2 separate regions of the Mus musculus genome follow, and region 2 is linked to region 1. Evidence: chromatin contacts called from public HiChIP or PLAC-seq data. All regions are on one chromosome and are shown on one strand. The core of a region is the stretch at or near the end of the contact, and the rest is flanking DNA. Distances in the headings are between cores, read along the strand shown. Region 1 holds the start of 1700029M20Rik (RIKEN cDNA 1700029M20 gene). Region 2 holds the start of Ifnlr1 (interferon lambda receptor 1).

The links. HiChIP or PLAC-seq counts read pairs in DNA pulled down with a chosen protein or histone mark.
Region 2: an H3K27ac HiChIP or PLAC-seq map of embryonic stem cells shows a contact between it and region 1, with 11 read pairs. The contact joins the promoter of Ifnlr1 here to the promoter of 1700029M20Rik in region 1. A contact is called at or near these places in 5 of 39 promoter capture datasets (hippocampal neurons, liver, macrophages and 1 more), 4 of 484 Hi-C or Micro-C datasets (8-cell embryo, B cells and embryonic stem cells), 4 of 115 datasets of contacts at active chromatin or transcription factors (embryonic stem cells and memory CD8 T cells) and 3 of 9 other capture datasets (adipose tissue, liver and pancreatic islet).

What each region holds. Positions count from the first base shown.
Region 1 is chr4:135,625,208-135,627,907 of GRCm38.p6, forward strand. It overlaps 1700029M20Rik (RIKEN cDNA 1700029M20 gene), which reads left to right and starts at 1,448. Exons shown (of 2, transcript NR_027909.1): 1 at 1,448-1,838; 2 at 2,549-2,700.
Region 2 is chr4:135,685,152-135,687,851 of GRCm38.p6, forward strand. Ifnlr1 (interferon lambda receptor 1) reads left to right here and starts at 1,306. Exons shown (of 7, transcript NM_174851.3): 1 at 1,306-1,448. The coding sequence starts at 1,391.

The DNA.
Region 1 (2,700 bases), core at 198-2,697:
TATTAAAAGTGAGTTATTGATCTGGAGGGCAGTGTGGAATCCAGAGTCAGGTAACTTAGAAAAATCCATCCCCCCTTGAACTCAGTTTTCCAAACTGTCAAGCCCTTCCTTCCTTCCTTCTTTCCTTTCCTCTCTCCCTCTCTCCTTCCTTCCCTCCTTCCTAACTTCTCCTTCCTTCCCTCCTTTGGTGCTTCTCTTTCTCTCCCAATCTCCTTCCTTCCTTCCTTCCTTCTTTCCTTCCTAACTTCCTAATTTCCTTCCCTCCCTCCCCTTCTCCTTCCTTCTTTCCTTCTTTCCTTCTTTCCTTCTTTCCTTCTTTCCTTCTTTCCTTCTTTCCTTCTTTCCTTCCTTCCTTCCTTCCTTCCTTCCTTCCTTCCTTCCTTCGTGTGGTAGGCTTACATATGCAGTTGCACACAGTGTGTCTGTGTGGAGGCTAGAGGTCAACACTGGATGTCTTCCCCGATAGCCCTCTACCTTATTTAGTATTCATATTTTTGTTCGCTTGCTTGCTTGGGTTTTTGAGATGAGGTCTCACTGCGTAGCTCTGGTTCCTGAGTCTGTGATGTCCACTGCCACCCCACCAACCTCGAAGGCTGGGAGAACCCCACAGGTCTGTCAGGGGGAGCCCCCAGACTCCCACTGTTCTCTTAAATACTCCTCTGGGAGAACAGATGGTTTGTCCTGGCTTAAGCAGTGTCACTTGGGGAACCCACTCATGACATCAGGCAGCCGGGCAAGGAGACGTTAGGAAATGGTCTCACCAGTTCTTGCCTATCATGGCCTACCGTGTTAAGAAGATATGCCCTCTCTGCGGTTCTAGGCTTGCAATGAGCCAAGAGAACATACGTGAAATAGCCATCCACACCAGACCTGAATGTGAGGCTCAGTTAGACTTTTCTGGTGTTTGTTTGTTTGTTTGACACAGGGTCTTGGTATGTAGCTTAAGCTGGCCTTTGAATTTCCAATCTTCCTGCCTCAGGCTTCCTTTGGAATACAAACCCAAGTTCAAAACTGAGCTAGGGCATCCGTGCTTGTATGGCTGAGGAAGCCGCTTCGTCCTGCCTGGGCCCATGAGGTGAGAAGCCCGTGGTCCTGCCAGCACCAGTCCTTGCTAGGTTGTGCGAGGCTCAAAGCTTAAGAAACAGAAGAGAGCCAGTTGCGATCTTCTCTGGGGTAGGTGACCAGAGTCCGAGAGAGCTTCTAGTCCAACGACAAACCATTAAGGGCCTCAAGTGTGTGACTGGGTGTGAGGGTGGCTACGTGTGTCCCTTCCAACGCTCACAACGACCTAGGACTAGAAGTACTATTTTTGATAACTCTCAAAGCGATTTTGCTGCCCCCCTATGCCCCAGGAGCAGTAGTCCTTGCAAGGCTCTGATTGGCCCTCCTGTGACCACATGGCTTAGTGGCGAGCTCTCCTATTGGGCGGAGTCCACGCAGACCCGCCTCTCTTTAACACTTTAACCCAACCAGCTGAAGCAGCACATGTGGGTCACCTTGGAGACAGCCGACCTACCAATCTGAAAGAGACCGTTTTCCCTAACTTCCAGGACTGGGGGAGTTAACGGTTTGAGCGAACTCTCTCGCTGAAGTCCCACGGCTTCAGGGTCATTCGACTTGCAAATTGACTTGGCTCCTCTCTCACACCCATGTTTAGGGGGCTGTGGCCAGCATGGTGTTTTCCATAGCCCTGGAACGGAAATCAGGTTGGGCAGCGTGACCAACCGCTGAAGCACGGCAGGAGGAATGACTAGATAGGATTTAAGGATGGCTCCCGGGACCGCAGCATCAGAGGAACGTCAAGAACACACCTTAAGGGAGAGAAAGACCGTTGTGAGGTATGAACAAAGTAGATAGTTGTGCTGATCTGGAGCAGATAGGGCCACCCCGTGACCACCATCGAGTCTTAAAGGATACGACCCTCCCAAGACCTTTCCCAATGGGTGGAGGTGGGCATCATGGTCAGGAGCGCAGGGCTTGGAGTGTGCCCACGTGGTCGCAAATTCCCGTTCTTATGCTTCCAAGCTGCAGGGCTTCACCCTACCTGCCTCATGGGGCAGCTCAGAGCTCTGTGTCTATGAAGGGAGGTTATGTTTCCTTCTCCAGTGGACCTTCCCAGACCCTCAGGTGAGCTCCAGACTCCACAAGGACACCCCTGAATCGACGGACGTCTCTCCTTATTTCCTTGAGTGATCTGCATTTCTCTCAGAATTGTGAAGGGAGCAGATGGAACGGGTAAAAACCTACCCGGGCTTTCAAAGCCCTATTCAGTTCTCTGATACCCGAACCCTGAGGCACCAGCACACTTTCTTACCCAGATACCTGCTGGGGTAATAATGTTGTCAATATTGTGTTCCTGCCCTGTCTGCTGGCCCTGGCCTGGGCTGACCCTCTCCTCTCAAGATAGACCCATCCCTTTAGCGGTTCAGAAAAGAGAGGCTGATCACAGGTCCCCTGTCACTAGGAGGTAGCCAGCCCACCACCACAACACAAAGGTTTTCAGCCACTGAACTCCCAAGTGTTTCTCAACTCCAACTCTCTCCCCTAGGGCTCTCAGGAGCAAGCACCTATACTCTCTTGGCAACTTTCCTCGATGTCCAGTGTCCACGCACCTCCTAGCTTTGAGCATCGCTGTCTACTCGTCCTTGAGAGCGTCAGCAAGAAGGAAATTACTCTGCCATTTTCAACCACCCCTCATCC
Region 2 (2,700 bases), core at 56-2,555, 60 kb after region 1:
TGTCTAGTATTGTCCCCTTCCGGAATTCCTTATCTAAATGGTACAGGACACAAACCTTTCCTTTTCTGATATGTGAGCTTACAGGCGGGCAGACTACCTGTAACTTTCAACCCTAGAACACACTGACAATACCTAGAGAAGCAGACACCAGCTGCTAGGCAGAGGAAAAAGGGGCCTAGAGCCCCTCCACCATCTCTGACGAGCCCTAAACACACCTTATACTGAAAATGGATCATAATGATTGATTTCTTACATAGCCAAGGTTAACCTTGAACTCCTGGTCCCCCAACCTCTATCAACCCAGGGCTGGGATTGCAGGTGTGTACCTTAAAAAGCTCATAATTTTAGGATGTGTTTTTGTGCTTCTCGAATGTAGTTTAAAAAATCCCAGACACCTCTTGTTGTGCTGGGCCTGAACAGAGCAGAGTTTAAAAAAAAAATCAAATCAAAATAACTCGAGTTAAAGTTGGGTCCCCAGACAGAAACTAAGCTGTCTATTGAATCCCCCAGGAGATCAAGAGAAACCTGAGCTAATGGCCTGCTTTCCAAAAGTCCAGCTTTTGTTCTTTTTCTATCTTGTATGTATTCTGCAACAATTCCATAGAGATATCAATGTACCTATGTGGTATCCACCCCAACTCCCCATTCGCACTCCGTGCAGGCAAAATGCAGAAGATGAAGTCCATAACCCTTAATCCTTACACACAAAAGGACACACACACACACACACACACACACACACACACACACACACACACGTTGTTGTCCTAGCCTTGTCCCGACTCTACCTATAAGGAGAGTAATTTAGAAAGATCCCGCTTCCCCTTCCGTGGTTTCGCAGGTTTCTGGTTTCGGCCCTTCTGTTTACAAAACCAGCGTTTCCCACTTGGCTAGTTAGAATGGTTTGTGTGGTGGAATGAAGTGTCCCCTGCTCCAGGATAGAAAACAAAGCCTGAAGCGATGTCCTTTCTGGTTAGTAGCGACACAGACCGCGTTGCAGCTTAGGACAGCCTCCTCCAAGCTTTTACCGCGATGTAGGCGGGGAGTAACAAGCCTGCCGGGAATTCCTGCAGAAACTCAGTAAGAAACTCGCAAGACAGGCTGGGTGCCATCCCCCGCTCCGCCTGCAAAACGGGAGTCTTGCCAGTCTCCTCGAACTCTACCCTAGGTGCTATTTACTCCTCAACGGAACCCCAGAACTGGATTTCTTGTCTGATTTTTAAAAAATGTTACTGAGAGCCCCGCCCCCACCCACGGCAGGCGACGCGGGGCAGCCCTAGGTGAATCCCCACCGGTGGCACCGCCGGAGGCTCCTCCTCCCTGGGCCGCCGCCCTTGTCACCTGCCGCCCAGGGGCCTTGCGGCGGGCGGCGGGGACCCCAGGGACCGAAATGTGGCGGGCCGACCGGTGGGCGCCCCTACTCCTGTTCCTGTTGCAGAGCGCCCTAGGTAAGTACGGACCGCGGGGACCGCGGGGACCGCGAAGATGTGCCACCCACCCGAGGTCCCGAGAGGGGACTTGGTGCTGGGCCTCAGGGATTCTGTACACTTGCCGCGGGTTTGCTTGGTCCCAGAGTGAAACAATCCTGAGCTTGGACGGCCTTTTCTGGACGAAAGGATCCCGGTTTCCTTATTCCAGGCAGGGCCGGGAGTTCCAGGCACAGACACCGGAAAGCGTTGACTGTATTTGTTGACCGAATCCCAGAGTGCATACCTGATTGACACTTTTAATAGGGGACATACAGGAGCTGCCGGGATCCAGCTCTGGTTGATCTGGTCCCTGCTAGGAGACTCTTTAACGGGGCATTTTCTCTCTTTGTCTTTCATCTGGTAAGACAGCGGGGCACAGAATACCCGAGGCCAGGACCCAAGCACCGAACCCCAATTTTCCACTCATCAACTTCCCCAGGGAGGAAGCCATGGGCATACTTCAGAGTCCTAGACGCAGTCAAAGGAGCAGGAAGGGTTCTTAGAGCCGATAAACAATCATAAACGTTCATATTATTTTTGGTTGCTTCTTTGTCCTGGCCACTGTGTTCTCCTTAAGGTTTTCAACCCAGCTGCTCTAAGTGGTAGACAGTCATCATTTTTAAGTGAGGGAAACTGAGGCTCAGAGCACTTCATAGGTTGCTTTAGAAGTACCCCAGAGGGGCACACACAGGGCAGAGGAATAAGGCTGAGCCCTAGGTTTGCCCATGACCAGTGCTGCCCCTGCCCTGAGCGAGCTCACAGCTCTGTAGCAGTGTTTTTGAGTTAACGAGGGTCTTGGGGGACACGGGATTATGTTCCATCCCTGACACAAACTGGTTTAGTTAACATTGATCTCTGAGCCGTGTCTCTTTGATGATGGCTGTGGGTAACACCTTGCCCCAAGGGGTAGTCTGTCCTGAGGACTGAATGACATTTTATACAGTGCTATACCAGTCCCTGGAACCCTTGAAGACTCTGTGAAGTGTGGCAACTCTGAACTGTGACTTTCCCCATGTGGCCAAGCTCAAACTTTGGGCCTGTCCTGCTCATGGATGGCTCACGGATGGCTTAAAACTAAGGGGCTTACATACAGAGTGGCCTCTTGCTAGACAAACTGGAAGCTGGGTTTAACTGCGGTGTCTCAATTATGCACCTTCAGGGCACAGGACAGGAGAGAAAAAGACACCCACATCTGGGGTCAAAAATGAGGGGGCAGCCCTGGCGTGAGCTT